3 separate regions of the Rattus norvegicus genome follow, and regions 2 and 3 are each linked to region 1. Evidence: chromatin contacts called from public Hi-C data. All regions are on one chromosome and are shown on one strand. The core of a region is the stretch at or near the end of the contact, and the rest is flanking DNA. Distances in the headings are between cores, read along the strand shown. Region 1 has its middle 25 kb from the start of Actg1. Region 2 overlaps Slc38a10 (solute carrier family 38, member 10). Region 3 holds the start of Slc38a10 (solute carrier family 38, member 10).

Region 1 (5,153 bases), core at 1,761-4,260:
CAGCCTTTCTGTTTGCAGGTCACTGCACTTAACCACGGAGCCATCTCCTTAGCCCTTTGGAGTGTGTGTGTGTGCACACGCACGTGTGCGCACACCTGGAGAAGTCAGAAGAAGGCATCAGATCCCTTGGAGCTAGAGTTGCATACAGTTGTGAGCTGCCTGACATGGGTGCTCAGAAACAAACTCAGGCTCTTTGGAAGAGCAGCAAGCACTTTTAACTGCTGAGCCACCCTTCCAACCCCTTTGATTTATTTTTTATGTAGCCTAGGCTGCTCTCAAACTCAAGATCCTCCTGCCTCAACCATCTGAGTCAGGGTCACAAGAGAGCATCAGCGCACCCAGCATAAGAGGCATCTTACTATTCCCTCTCTGATAAACAGTTCGTTTCTTTAGTCCCCTGCCTTCTCGTCCCCCGTCAGCTGCCATGCTGAATATGAGCGCTGGAGGGCGCTCCCGCACCGCTCCTACTGGCCAACTGGTTCCTATGGGAGGGCCCCTGTTGTGTGAATGCCAGATTTCCAGATTCATACTCGAATTGTAAACTGAAAGCCAGAGCGAAGCGAGAGACTGCAGAAGTGAGCTTAGACTAAAGTTCTCCAACCCACTTGGTGGCAACTTCTTAAACCAGGCTGTAAGGTCGATTCCCCAGGTCAGGGAGGCTGCTTAGGTGCCCTTTGTAAACGGGGCCATGTCGGACACAGATGGAATAATGCTGCCCGATGCTTACAGGCGGAATATGTGCAGACCCGCCAGTGTTGTCTGTCACCGGGCCTCCAACATCGAACACAAAGGCAGAGACGGGTTCCCCAGTGACGGTGACTTCCACTGTTACCCTGTCCCTTGCCCTTCCAGCGTCTATGTATTTACCTCCTTTGATGTGTCCTTCCTGTCGCTTGGTCTGGTGGCCAGGAGTCAGTTCACAGACACCCACAGCTGGATACCCACAGAGACCTACTCCAGGTGGCCCCATCTCAAGTTATTTCCTACACTCTTGACCGACTCCTGATCTCAAGTTGGCCAACGCTCTCTCAAAAGCCTGGGGCTCCTGCCTTCTTCAGATCCCTGCTAATTACTGGCCCCCCCCCTGGGGTTCTCAGGGAGCCCAGGATTTGTTGCCTGACTTCAGATTAATAGTGAAGACACCCTAGCACGGCCACGGAGGACAGGCAGTTTGGTAGGTGCTTAAGAGTGTTTGTGTGGGGGTTGGAGATTTAGCTCAGTGGTAGAGCGCTTGCCTAGCAAGCACAAGGCCCTGGGTTCGGTCCCCAGCTCCGGAAAAAAAAAAAAAAAAAGAAAAAAAAAAAAGAGTGTTTGTGTGGCCAGCAGTGACTGTAGGTGACCAATGGTTCTGCCCGACTCATAAAACGCACCCCTCCTCCATCAGCCCCAGTCCTGATCTTTGGAGAGAGGCATTTGAGGCTGTCTGAGAGCAGCCTGCACAGGAGGGATATGGGAACAGCTTAGTCAGGCTCCCAGGCAAGGTCTGTCCTGGCCATCTGGGTCTACTCCTGGTGGGAGACCCCACACCCTTCCTAATAAATACTTCTACAATGGGATTCCCCCTATACACCTGGGGAGTCTCATCTCTTGATGAATACTTCCAGTTGGGGAGGCTGGATTGACTTGGGAACTATAGAGCTCCAAAGGGCTAAATGCTGGAGGCAGAGGAGCCCAGATGCCTGGGAGCCTTGAGGGTTCAGGACCAGTACCAGACCCCACTTGATTTCTTCCCACCCCAACCAGTCCAGTAACTTTCACTCTCTCTTACCAGCACAGAGGCTTTTTGGCCTCAAAACAGCAGGGAGAGGAGTGTGTTTAAAACTTCATGGGATGGGGATGCCCCCACCCCCACATTCACCTTTTCTCAGCCACCCAGGGAAAGAGCCCACAGGTGTAGCCTCCAGCACACAGTCCTTAGGACAGACACCTGACAGAGGCCACTAGTGTCAGACTGTTAGAAGGTTGCAGGTGTCGATGTCCTGCTTGCTAGAAATGCACTTTAATTGTGATAGGGTCTTTTAGACTTCCAGTTCTAGGAGAGGACCTTGGAAATGCACCCCCACCCCAACTACTCTCTCTCTTCCACCAACCTGGGCTTGAGCAGGGACTTTTCCAAGTTCACTCATGTTATGGGGATACTGAGGGTTCCCTGATCCCGCCCCCCCCCCCCCCCCCCCGCACAGGCTGTGTGGAGACTGGGTGTCTGTGTCCACAGCCCGCAGCACTGTGGCCTCTCTGCGGCCACAGCTTTGCTGTGGAAAATGCTGAAGCAGTTTCTAGACGGAAGATGTTGGGACCAGAGGTCAGAAGAACCAGACCTGACCCCTGACACACACACACACCCAGTTCCGCCTGGAGAGCTCTCTCCTTTTGCTGGCTCTGGGCTTCTGAGGCACCACTTTCCACTCCCGACGGAGTCCACTACCACTGACTGACTGACTGAAGAAAGATTTAGGGAAGGTTAGCATAGATGGGCAGTCAGGGCGGCGGAAGTTCTGTCCCCCACCGTGCCTGTGTGAGACTTGGATAGGAAAAGAGCTCATTCTGCAAACAGGCTCAGGATGGGAAAGATTCTCTCTAAGCAGTTTCCCACGTGGCCTCACTCTTAAGAAGGATCCAGAGCCCTTCTATCACTGAATGTTAGGTTTTTAGAAACATTCGGAGCTTGCTGCCAGGTTGGTTCTGTTCTTCGCCACAATTCCTAGGAGACAAGGAGAAAACGAGGCTAAGAAACCCGGGAACGGAGAATAAAAGAGCTCGTCCAAGGTCAGACCCTAAGAGGGCTGCGTTGCAGGCGGCTGCTCTTAGTTCGCGTGTGCGAACAAGCGGGGGGTTCCGGGAGGCGCGCAGGGCCGGAGTGGGCGCGCAGGTGGCGGGACCGGAGCGGGCGAGCGGCGCGGGCGCAAAGAACAAAAGGGCGCCCCACTCCCGTCCCACCCGCCTTCTCTTGGCCAATCGGCGTAGCCTGAACAGCAGAGGCCCTCTAATTGGTTACACATCGACCAATCACAAGCCAAGACTGAGAGCCCCAGCGGCCCCACGTGGGGTGATGTTCCTTGCTAGAGAAGGGCGGGGCACAGAGCTGGGCCGCGATTCGCGCGCCTCGGGGACCTGACGGCGACCCGTTCAGCCCTGGGGGATCCCCTGCGGTCGCCAGTGGACCTCGTAGCCTCTGGTCCCCATGGGGGCGTCGTCAGGCTCCTGCAGCGCCTTGGGAGTGCAGAGCCTCCGGGATGGGAGGTGGTAGGGCAAACATTGGGCTGTCCCCCGCTCCCACGGGAGGTGATGGGGGAGGCAGAAGAGCGCCACCTGGGTTTGGCTCGGAGGATGGAGCTGGTGGGGTGGAGGAAAGGAAGACATGGTCCTGCTGTTTAGTGGCGGAGGCATCAATTCATTCTTGGATGGAGTCCGGTTTTGACACTTCCTCTCATGCCCTGGGGACACAAAGAGAGGTGGCCTCTGTGGAAGCTTGGGGGCTAGTCCCCCCCTGGCCGTTTCCATTAGTTTCCCCTCCAAACTACTCCAAGTGGAACATACTAGAATGTTTTTTTGATACGGGCAATTGACACGGTCTTACATTTTTATGGCACCCTCAGACGGGACATTTGAGGAGAGTTGAGTAAATGGAAAATACATGACTTAGAGGAGAGATGTCTAGTACCCAAGCCAGCAACGAAGGGGAGCTGCCGCCGCCACCCCAGACCTGGAGGGCAGTTACAGTGGAGAAAGAGGCTCCGTTCAGGAGCTGTGACCTTGGAAAGGAGACTCGGTGACCTGGCAGGGAGGTGCTGGGTGGTGTATACTTTCCTCAGACTTGCCCGTGCTTCCCGCTGGCTGAATAGAGGCCCAAGTTGGAGCAAAGGAATCGAGTGAGGCCAACACTGCCTACAGTCAGTTACTGCTCTGGGTAGGAAGGTGGGGTAATGGTGGTCATAGCTATGGCCGTGTGTCAGGGTGCATTGGCCCAGCAAGAGGATTGTGTCCTGCACTTGCACTCAAGTGTGAATAGAGGTGTCTTAAAACACTGGGTTTTGGGGCTGGGGATTTAGCTCAGTGGTAGAGCGCTTACCTAGGAAGCGCAAGGCCCTGGGTTCGGTCCCCAGCTCCGAAAAAAAAGAACCAAAAAAAAAAAAAAAAAAAAAAACCACTGGGTTTTGTTTGCGAGCAGTAGGCGGATGTCACATAGGTGAGGCCCGGTAGCTGTCCGCCTGTGCAGCCTTGGGATGGATGGGTGGCGCTGGGTCGAACCTCTGTCCCCACAGAAGACATCCTGCAAGTCGCAAAGTGGAAGACGCTGTTTGGGTCCCTCAGCTGCCCTGCTGGATGTGCTTTTTCTTTAGGTGCTTGCGCGGCTCCGCAAGCCGCAGGTCTCAGGGCATAGCAGGGACCTAAGCTCCGTCTCTGGGACTTGGATCCAATTTACTGGTGTCCTTTCAAGGGCCTGCTTCGTCATTCGGCACACACTGGAGTTTGCCCGGATGACTGAGGCAGGAAGCATTTAGTCATTCAACAAGTCTGTGAGACTTCTGTAAGGATGGGCTCAGCCCTGGAGGTGCCTGAGGGGGACGGGGGTGGGGGTAGGGGGAAAGCGCGGTTCAGGCTTGGAAAAGTTTATGGTTCACTTTGTGGCCACACTCAAGTCCAGGTGAAGCTCGGGAACCACAAGAAGTCTAGAAAGGCTCCTCACAAAAATGGAGACCAAGGAAAGCTTGAGGCAGCTTTTAAAGGCAGGTAGGAATTGGGTGGTGGACAAAGCAGAGAAAGGGCAAGGGACAAGGAGGCGATACCAGGTGTTCTGAGAATGTGGCATCTGGCAGGTGTGGTTGTGGGCAGCAGGGACACTGACAACACCCCCGTCTCATCATAAGGTGATAACAACAGGATGACTTGGGTAACTGCAAGGAGGATGTGCTGTGTGCAGTCCAGTGTCTTTTTTTTTTTTTTTTTTTAAGATTTATTTACTTATGTATTTGAGTAGCTGTCTTCAGACACACCAGAGGAGGGCATCAGATCCCATTACAGATGGTTGTGAGTCACCATGTGGTTGCTGGGAATTGAACTCAGGCCCTCTGGAAGAGCAGTCAGTGCTCTTAACTGCTGAGTCATCTCTCCAACCCAAGTCTAGTGTCTTGCAATTGGCAATTATAGGCTCA
Region 2 (5,153 bases), core at 1,855-4,354, 190 kb after region 1:
GTGATCGGTGTCACCAGTCAGTCCAAGCATGCAGCACACGAACCTTTAGTGGGACGCTTCAAATCTAAACCTTAACAATTCCCAGATATCGGGGGGTCGGGGGTTCAGAAACTCTTTGAAGTACATGAGAGTCTCAGCTCCTGGCAGTGGGTTAAAGTGTGCTTCCTGGTCTGTATTTTTAAGAACCTCACCAGTTCTGAGGAAGGTGCAGTAATTCCTAGTTGTAGATTTACATCCTGTTAGCCCTTGAGTCTGCTCTTTAGTCTGAGGCTTTACTGATTCGCTGATGCTTTACCTTGTGGAGTGCCTGCTCCATGTGTCTGTGGTTTTATAGCTGCTTTAGTCTGCTCTGCTCAGCTTAGCTTTATCCACTCTTAGGCTTGTTGGCTTGTTTTGTTTTGTTTTTGGTGTGGGTGTGTCTCTGTGATGATTAATATTGTTTGTCAGCACGATCTAGAATCGCGTTAGAGACAACCCTCTGGACGTGGCTGCATTGGCTTGATTGATATGGGAGGAGCCTCTAACTGCCATCCCAAGGCCAAGGCCTGGGGTCTGGGGCTGACTAGAGAGGAGTGAGTGGGCGGAGCACCAGGACTCAGGTCTGCCCGCCTGATTGATGCCGATTGATGATGTCAGTGTGACCTGCCACCTGCCTTCTCCCAGCTGGAGCCTTGATGAGCCTTCTGGGCTTAAGCTGTTTTGTCTGGTGCTTAGTTACAGCAAGAAGAGCAACGAGCAGTCTCTGTTCTTCTTCCTACTAATGCTCTGCTGTGCAGGGTGGATGTGTAGGGTGTGCTGCTCTTCCTCTACCTGCAGTCACACCCACTTCACCTGCCACCAACTCACTTAGGCAAGACTTTCCATTTGTCTTTTACTTTTTTTAAGACAGGGTTGCCTGTGTAGCCCTGGCTGTCCTAGAGGTAGACCAGGCTGGCCTTGAGCTTGGAGGACCACCTGCCTCTGCCTCCCAAGTGCTGGGATTAAAAGTGTGCACCACCACTGCCAGCTTTGTTTTTGTTTTATGAATAGGATTTCACCATGTAGCCTTGGCTGTCCTGTAACTCACTGTGTAGGCCAGGCAGCCTCTGCCTCCTGATTGCTAGGATTAAAGGCAGTTCCATCCACCCCAGGCCATTACTTATTAATGTGGGGGTTGGAGCGTGTGTGTGTGTGTGTGTGTGTGTGTATGTATGTATGTATATGTATGCATGCTTGTAAGTGTATGTATGTGTGTATGTATGTCTACATGTGTGTATGTATATATGTATGTATGCAAGTGTGTATATGTATATGTGTATGCGTATGTATGTATATATGTATGTATATGTGTGTGTATGTATGCATGTGTGTATGTATATGTGTATGTTTGTGTGTATGTATGCATGCTTGTATGTGTATGTGTATATGTGTATATATGTATGTGTGCAAGTGTGTATGTATACGTATGTATGTATATATGTATGTATATGTGTGTGTGTTTGTGCGTGTGTGTGTGTGTGTGTAGGGTGTGTGTGTATGTATGTATATGTGTATGTTTGTGTGTATGTATGCATGCTTGTATGTGTATGTGTATATGTATGTATGCAAGTGTGTATATGTGTATGTGTATGTGTGTGTATGTATGCATGTATGCATGTGTGTGTGTGTGTGTGTGTGTGTGTGTGTGTGTGTGTGTCTATTCAGGCCAATGGTATCTTCTCCTCTACCATTCTGCACCTTATTTTTCTCTCCCTGAACCTGGACCCTACCCAGTTACTAGGGCTTTAAACAGAGATCCTCGTGGTTATACAGCAGCATTTTACAACTGAGCTGCCTCACAGATGCTGTGCGTGGAAGTTTGCTCTTCTCACGCCAGTGATGTGCAAGACCCATGTAGCATTGGGCAGCCATGGCAGGCTGTAACTCCATATAGCCCACTCTCAGAGAAGTTGGTGACTCTAGACTAGGATGGCAGCCAGGGTGATGATGGCACACATCTTTCATCTCAGCATTCAAGAGGCAGAGGCAAGTGGATCTCTGAGTTCGAAGCCAGCCTGGTCTACATAGTGAATTCCAGGACAGCCAGGGCTACACAGAGAAACCCTGTCTTGAAGGGGAAAAAAAAAAGACTAGAGGGGTTGGGGATTTAGCTCAGTGGTAGAGCGCTTGCCTAGGAAGCGCAAGGCCCTGGGTTCGGTCCCCAGCTCCGAAAAAAAGAACCAAAAAAAAAAAAAAAGACTAGAGATGGCATGATGGTTAGTGTCAGTTGTCAGCTTGACAGCACCCATGATCGCCTGAGAAACTAGGCACAACCTTCATGGGTTAGATTAGGTTAGCCACGGTACATGTTTGTGAGGGTTTATCTCCATTCCCAATCAAATGGGAATACTCACTCCAGGAGTGAGCCAGGGCTATCCCTAGTCTTGAGGCATCATAGAACTGAGGAGGTGAGCTGAGCAGGAGCAGCCATCTCCCTACCTTCCTGCCTAGATGCAGCTGACCAACTGCCTCAGACTCTTGCTACCAGGCCTTTCTTATTATGCGGAACTGTACCCTGAAACTGTGAGCCAAAGTAAACCCCTACTCCCTTAGGTGCTGTTGTCAGGGTGTTTATCACAGCAACAGAGAGGACGCCGAGGCCCAGTGCCATAGCCGTTATTTCCAGCTTTAGGTAGTTTCAGTAGCATCAAGGTATAACCCATTGTAAATCTAGGAGCAGCAGCCCTCACTTCCGATTGATGTTCAGTTTCGGTCCTTGGTTTTCTGTGGTTTAGTCCTGTCTCCTAGCATACTTAGTATTTTTCAGTCATCGTGTTTAAGAAACTCCGGAGGTTCTGAATGGTGTGACTTCCCGGTGTGCCTATGACATCACGGGCAGAGGCTGTAGCCAGCTGGGGTAAACCTAGGTTCAGTGCACCCTCGCTCCTAGGATCTAGGTTAACTGTCGTCAGCCCTCGTGTTGTTGATTCTCACTGTCTTCACCTGTTCCTCCATCTCTGTTCTCTGCTGGCCTGTACTTGAGGAGAACGGCACACGGGCAGCATGCTCGTGTGGGCTCTTGTTCTCTCCTGAATTCAGGCAGCGGCTGCTGGAGCCCATGCTCCCAGTTCTCAGTGCCCAACCTGGTGAGTCATTCTGGAGTCTAGACTGTGGCCTTTCCCTGAGTGCTTACCTTGCTCCCTGGAGCTGTAGCCGGTGTCACCAATGGCTGACCTCGGTGTTCTCATGTAGCACTGTAGTTAAGTGGGGAGAACTGTGTGACACAGTGTTCTGAGGTACTTGATGTGGCAGTTAGTAGTTAGTAGTTAGTTTGGTAGTGAGGTTAACTCATTGCCTGTCAGATTGCATATGATTTTCCTAGTTTGTCAAGTCCTGGTGTTTAACCTCATCAGGTGTTTTGGAGAGGGTGTGGGAGGGAATCCTAGTTAGACTTTCTTGGGGCTGGAGTTAAGAGGATCCGTGGCTCTTGAAAGGGACCCACTTCTGCTTCAGCAGGGAGGTTCATAACAGTCTGTTAACCTTCCCACCTCAGCAGGCATGAGGCAGGCATGTGGTGCACACTTGTGAAGGCAAAGCCCTCATACACATAAAATAAATTTTATAAATCTAGAAAGTAAAGAAAGAGATTTTCTTAGGCTGGGGAGTTTACTTAGCATGTAAGAGTGTGTACTTTCTTCCAGAGAACCTGAGTTGGGTTCTCTGCACCCACGTGATGGCTCATATAAAGGTCTTGGTGTCATAGAATAAATTCCTGGTTTTTCATTTAGTTGGCCTTACATCAGTCTGCTACTGGTCTCTTCCTCTCCTGCTTTCCTCACCAGCACAGCATCATAGCATCTGGTATACTTGTTTGTTTTTATTTTATAGCCTGGCCTTTGAGACAGGGTCTTGTGTAGCCCAGGCTAGCCTCAAACCTTCCACATAATGCTTCAGATTCTCTTGCCTCTGTCTCAGGTGTGCACCATGAGGCCTGGCTCATGCAGTGCTAGAGATCTGACCTCAGGCTTCATGTGTGTACACCAGGTCCCTACCAGAGCCCTGCCCTGTCTGCTGTCCTGAAGCTCAGAGACCTGCCTTTGCCTCCTGAATGCAGGGATTAAGGCTTTTGCTCTCATGCCTGGCTTTCTAACTCTAAACTCTCCTCCTCATTATTCTCATTAACGATGAGAACAACAATGTTGTTTGATTTCTTTTATTAATGAAGTTTGAATCAACCGATCTGAGAAAGCTAAGCTCCCTTTTGGTCTTGTTCTCGTTGGAGTGCATTAGTGCTACAGATGCACTAAGACCGTGAGCCTGTGTAGTGGCTCCTGTGCAGTTCCACCATGATCCTCCTATTCATCAAGTGGCTATGGCTTCCATGACTCCGCTGTCACCTCAGGTCTTCTCAGTCTGGCTCCCTGTCTACAGCACTTGGCTTCTGTACGGGGTCTGGTTTTTTGGTGTGCTGACTGTACCCATTTATGTGCAGGGAATCTGTGGATTTCCTATAGTCGTTTTTTTCCTGTCCACCTCACTGAGTCCTCCCTGGGTCTCTTGGTTCACTTCCTTCTTTCCCATTACTACATTCCTGTTTCTTTTGTCTGTGTATGTCCTTGTGTGCCTGTCGTCATGGTGCCTGTCGTCATGGTGCCTGTTGTCATGGTGCCTGTGGTGGGAGTTGTCTTCATGCAGTTGGGACTGCCTTTACATGTTTCCATGCATACATGACCTATTGCATTCACATAAGGATGAGCAAGCATGGTCACAGTCTGATGTGCTTTGTCTTAAACACACACTGACTGCATCATGCCAGGGCTCGATCTGTGCCGTTAACTATGTTTCTGAGGGTCTTGGTTGTTTGAACTCCTTTCTGACTGACGTAGGAAGATACTGCAGATCTGCCATGAGTCTACCAGCCAGCCTCTGTGTTGCTGTTCTCAACCAGGTGATCATTCTGGCCGAGTAGGGCATGTGGTGGCTTCCATACTGTGGAAAACATACTCTGGAAGTGTGGCCGGGTCTGAGGCCCTTGGGGACCAGGCCCTGTCCCAGGAACTCCAAGAGTCCAAGGCTGACGGGCAGCTGGTGGAAAGGTGCATGAAGAAAGGATAACTAGAAAGCATGACAACAACACAGTGAACGATAACACAAAACCTAGCTTCATCCAGCGGTGGCTTTCTACAGTGAGACTG
Region 3 (5,153 bases), core at 1,592-4,091, 160 kb after region 1:
TTTGGCCCAGGCTGGCTTTGAGCTCCCTTTATAGCTGAGGATGACCTTGAACTCAGAGCTTTCTACATACGAGGCAGGTACTCTACCAACTGAGCCACATCACAGCCCTGGAAAATCACTGGAGACAACTTGGGTGCCCTGGGCAGAAGAAAAGGTATATATGCATTATGGGATGCTAGCAGTAAGAATGAATGACTCACAGCACACGCTCAAGATGATGGTGAATTTTGTAAATAGGGTTGCGTGAGAAACCTGTGACAGTTAAAGATGCAAAAGATGCTCTCCCGGTTCCCACACAATGAATTAGGAAGGCTACAGCTCAGCTCATGAAACAGAGTACAGCAGGTAGTTAAATCAGATTGTCTCTTCCGTTTGGGGCCACCGGGAAAGAGTGGAGGGACTGGAAGAGTGGGCCTGCTCTGTGATGGCATCTAGACATCTGGGTTTCTTCTGAACTGGTACTCCACTTCTGCCCAGGTCCTGCCCTGCCCCCAAGCTGTAAGATGGCTTCCTATCATTATGTCTATGTCTGTGTTCCCAATCCCACGGTGAACTGAAAACGTCATCCACCTCTAAGGGGTGACAGAAAGGGCTTACTTCTCATTGGCCAGAGCTTAGTCAAGTGGTCCTGAAACAGGTCCTGGCCAGTTCTTCATTTTCAGTAGTTGAAATATTTAAGTTGGAAATGGTAGGATTGAACATTGAGAGACAAATGGTAATCTTCCTCAGGGATATAAACGTACGTGTTAAATGCTAAAGAGAGGTAGCGATCACTCTAGAGAGTGATACTCTGAGGTGGCAGAGAAAGGGGTGGTGAGGTGGAGCGGCAGCATCAAAGGGAGTGAGTATCAGACAGCAACCCTCTTTTTTTTAAAAAAAAAAGATTTATTTATTTATTATATATAAGTACACTGTCTCTGCCTTCAGACACACCAGAAGAGGGCACCAAATTTCCTTATAAATGGTTATGAGCCACCATGTGGTTGCTGGGATTTGAACTCAGGACCTCTGGAATAGCTGTCAGTGCTCTTAACCGCTGAGCCATCTCTCCAGTCCTTCTTTTTTAAGGAATTATTTTATTTATGTATGAATGTACTGTAGCTGTCTTTAAAAAAAAAGATTTATTTCAAGTATGTGAGTACACTGTCGCTGTCTTCATATGCACCAGAAGAGGGCATCGGATCCCATTACAGATGGTTGTGGTTGTTGGGAATTAAACTCAGGATCTCTGGAGGAACAGTCAGTGCTCTTACCTGCTGAGCCATTTCTCCAGCCCCAGAGTCTATATACCTTACTGGCCAGTACGGGGATCGAACCTGTGGCTTTGGCATTGTTAGCACCATGTGCTAACCAATTGAGCTAGGATTTTATAGCTGTCTTCAGACACACCAGAAGAGAGAGTCAGATATCATTACAGATGGTTGTGAGCCACCATGTGGTTGCTGGGAATTGAACTCAGGACCTCTAGATGAACAGACAGCGTTCTGAGCCATTTCTCCAGTCCTGTCTCCCTCTTAAGGCTGAATGTCAGTTACATGGTTATGGGAATACAGCAGCTGGTTTTATAGATTGTGGACAATGACTTTGCAAACAGTGAACGCAGATGAGTACTATTTTTGGCTTTGTATTCAATTACTCTGTTTTGTTTGAGACAGGGTTTCTCCACATAGCTCTGGCTGTCCTGGAACTCACTTAATGTAGCCTAGGCTGCCCTCAAACTCAAGAGATATGCTTGTCTCTGCCTTCTGAATGCTGGCATTAATGGCTTAGGCCATTGATTGTTCTTTACCCTGGCGTTTCCTGTTTTTTTGTTTTGTTTTGTTTTTGTTGTTATTGTTTTCTCTCTCTCTCTCTCTCTCTCTCTCTCTCTCTCTCTCTCTGTCTCTCTCTCTCTCTCTCACATCTGCGTGAGCTCTGACCCAGACACTGCTCTGTCTGAGGCTGGAAGAATTTGTCCCTTGTCTAAGGTGCATGATCTTGCATAGAAATCAAATTGTTTTCTAGGAGAGCCTCTTAAGGCAGCTTGAAGTTTCTCCTTGCATGCACAGCTCTGGCCTCCTGGAAATATTGTGGGGTCTTTCTCAGACCTCAGGTCCCTAGGCATTCATTCACCACAGACATTGCCACTAAGGACACTGCCAAGTGCCAGTCATCCGCTTCCATGTGGGAGGGTTCTTTCTCTACTGTCCTTAGTGTGCGCATTACTCCAGGAAGAATTCTCATTAGTTCTTCAAGTACAGAAGCCACCTTCTCTTGAAATCCTAGATTTCTCTCGTCTCTCCTCTTTACCTTTCCTTTGCTAGGGCAGTAGATTACTTTCACCCCCGTTGAGTACCAACAGACACATCCCCGTGCTCTCTCCTACAGGCTGTGTGATTTTGCTGAATCTCCAAACCTCACGGTGTCCTGAAGATTCATCTGTAAAACTTAAGTGCTTCAGTTTAGAAAGGTCCTCCAATCGCGACCCAAAATCCTTCCTGTGGGCAAGGACCTGAAAATTAACCCTCAAGAGCCCACTCCTCACCGGAAAGTCCTTCCCTTCCTCTTCTGCTCTTCCGGCTAGAGATGGTACCCCGCAAGACTCTCGTCTTAGAGCTGCCTCAGTCACTAGCGAAGGAGCAAAACTTCAAAGACAGCCTGGAACCCAGAACCCAGATTGTGGCTCCGCCCCGACTCAGACCCCGCCCCACGTCCCGTAGTCCCGCCCCCACATACCTTTTATTGGCTAGAGTTACACCTAGCTCCGCCCGGGGGGTGGAACTCGAGTCACGCTTCCTCGAGCATACACATCTGCTTCTTGTTGGCTGCTGTCCCGCCTCATCCCGCCCTTAATACCGTCACTTCCTGGCAGAGTACACTCCGAAGGCGGAAGTTTGTGTGCCGGAGGCAGCGAAGCGGAGCTGAGGTGTTGCTAGCGTTGCCTGCGGCGCTTCCGGGTCCCTGCTCCACTCTCGGGAGGCGGAGGCGGGAACCTGAAACCATGGCTGTGAGGCTGCTGCGGAGTCTGACAGGGTCCGGAGGCTGATTTTGCGACGCCTGTCTGCGGGTCCCCTGATCCCGGTTTAGGGTTATCTAGGGTCGCGCCGTCCCGGCCCCTAGACCCTCAAAATGACCGCCGCCTCCACCTCCAAGTGGGGGCTGGTCACGAACGTCGTAAACAGCATAGTGGGGGTCAGCGTACTCACCATGCCTTTCTGCTTCAAACAGGTGAGTCGGGGTCGCGGGGGCATGGGTTTGAAGTGCTCCGCTGATGGGAAGGGTGTGTGAGCCCGGCGGGTAGGGAAGAGACCCGAGCAAAGTCCTCGAAGCGAGTCGTGCATGATCTGGATCTGCGCGTTCCGCGTCTACTAACACCGTACGGAAGAGCACAGAGAACGATAAGTGAGCAGATTGATAATGTTTTTGTTAGTCCTGTGTTTGACTCCGACGGATTGCACGGAATCATGCCGGTCCTCAGCTTCGGCTACCAACAAGGCTTAATCGAGGTGATTTAAAGTATTCGTTTGGTCTGATCTGTGTATGTGTCACCACAGTTGGAAAAGCAGACATACAAAAAAGTTTGATGTTATTCCAGTGTTGAATGCCACGTGAAAAGATGGTCATATTTCTACGTGGCTCTGCTGAATCTACCAATGATTTGCGGAAGCAGATGGAAACGTCAAATTGGGTAATGACTAACAAAGGAAGTGGTAGATTCTCTCATTCTTGCCACGTGTGCTGTCCTCTGCTATTGGGACAGTGGGAAATCAAGGCAAAGATCGCCCCTTCTATCCGATGACACCCAGGAGGTGATGTGGAAGATTAATCCGTGATAGGCATTTGGAAGTGAAAATGGATTGTTGATAATTTAATATTAGACTAACAACTACTTTGCGTGTTTTATGGTTCATGTCTCAGTCTAAAAATAGAAAACACGTTTTTCTAATTGGGGAGGTTTTTTTTTGATCCTCTACATTCTATCCTGATTGAGAAGGCATCTAGGGTGAGGTATTTGATATGGTTGATAGATGTAGGCAGAAGAACAGGGCTAGATCATCCGGGGTGACATCTGTGTTGTGAACCCCAGTGTTGAGTTGTTGGGGGTGGTTTTGGATGTTTTTGGAGTGCCTACGTCTCCCAGTGTCCATGGAAACTTTTCCTGTCAGCAGAAATGCATCCTGGGACTTGAGTGTTGGCTGGTTTCAAATCTCCAAGTGAACTCTGTCATCTTTGCTGCCTGTCTGTGAAGTGTGACTGACTCTTTTTTTTGGGGTCTGTCATAGATGACTGGGAAATTAGCTGTTTGGGTGCAGGTGGTTGAGCAGTCTTTAGATTGGAACATTGCTGTGCACGGATGCTAGGCCTCTGCTCAAGCATACAGAGACGAGCCAGGTGGCGATCTGCTTGGGAAGAGCTTGGGAGAACTTGGAACCCAGTGTGCAAGGGAGACTAGAAACAGTCGAACTGTGTGCCTAAAACCTGTCAACTTCCTATCACTGGGTGGTTATCTCCTCCAGGAACCTTGGGGCAAAGCCATCTGAGTTTAGCAGAGTATTGGGGAATGTGTTAGAGTTTAGCGGTACCTAAAGAAAACTTTGGGTTTAGGGTTTGTTTAGTGATTCTGGCAGTTAAAACAGATACATTGTTATTTAGTGTGTGGAAAACTGCATATACTTTAAAAGCACACTTGATGGATTTTCATGAGGTAAAAGAACATATGTACCTTGCTGTACACTGAGGATTTCCATAATGCTGGCACACTTATCTGTCCACCAGGAGACTACCACCTATTGCTCGGTTGTGCCAGAGGTTGGTGTGGCCTGGTTTGACTTGGAGGAGGTGGGATCATGGTGTGTAGTTATCAACCTGTTGTTGATATGCAATGTTGTGGATAGACCTGTGTATCTGTGTGTGTGTGTGTGTGTGTGTCAGTGTCTGTGTGTGTGTGTCTGTGTATGTGTGTGTCTGTGTATGTGTGTGTCTATGTGTGTGTGCACGTCTGTGTATGTATGTCAGTGTCTGTGTGTGTGTCTGTGTGTATGTCAGTGTCTGTGTGTATGTGTGTGTGTCTCTGTGTGTGTGTATGTATGTGTGTGTGTATGTATATGTGTGTGTGTGTGTGTGTGTGTGTGTGTGTGTGTGTGTTTGCCTGCTAGCACAGGCGTTAGACACTC

Evidence for each region. Hi-C and Micro-C count contacts between places; a contact is called where the count stands out from the background.
Region 2: a contact with region 1 is called in a Hi-C map of the A7r5 cell line, with 4 times the contacts expected there. The contact joins two enhancer-like sites. A contact is called at or near these places in 11 of 12 Hi-C or Micro-C datasets (the A7r5 cell line, the Rat2 cell line, Schwann cells and 6 more) and 1 of 1 datasets of contacts at active chromatin or transcription factors (oligodendrocytes).
Region 3: a Hi-C map of liver shows a contact between it and region 1, with 4 times the contacts expected there. The contact joins the promoter of Slc38a10 here to the enhancer-like site in region 1. A contact is called at or near these places in 3 of 12 Hi-C or Micro-C datasets (the A7r5 cell line and liver) and 1 of 1 datasets of contacts at active chromatin or transcription factors (oligodendrocytes).

Annotation. Positions count from the first base shown.
Region 1 is chr10:106,093,233-106,098,385 of GRCr8, reverse strand. No RefSeq gene overlaps it. Among named protein-coding and RNA genes, the nearest start is that of Actg1, 25 kb to the left of the region's middle. Within about 2 kb of position 3,010, at least 78 of the 93 cell types and tissues checked have an H3K27ac peak or open chromatin away from gene starts, as enhancers often do. A contact at or near this core is called in the A7r5 cell line and liver, where this site is marked.
Region 2 is chr10:105,902,217-105,907,369 of GRCr8, reverse strand. The region is part of intron 10 of Slc38a10 (solute carrier family 38, member 10); the gene reads left to right. Among named protein-coding and RNA genes, the nearest start is that of Ndufaf8, 25 kb to the right of the region's middle. Within about 2 kb of position 3,104, at least 3 of the 93 cell types and tissues checked have an H3K27ac peak or open chromatin away from gene starts, as enhancers often do. A contact at or near this core is called in the A7r5 cell line, where this site is marked.
Region 3 is chr10:105,932,731-105,937,883 of GRCr8, reverse strand. It overlaps Slc38a10 (solute carrier family 38, member 10), which reads left to right and starts at 2,841. Exons shown (of 16, transcript NM_001376915.1): 1 at 2,841-3,207. The coding sequence starts at 3,109.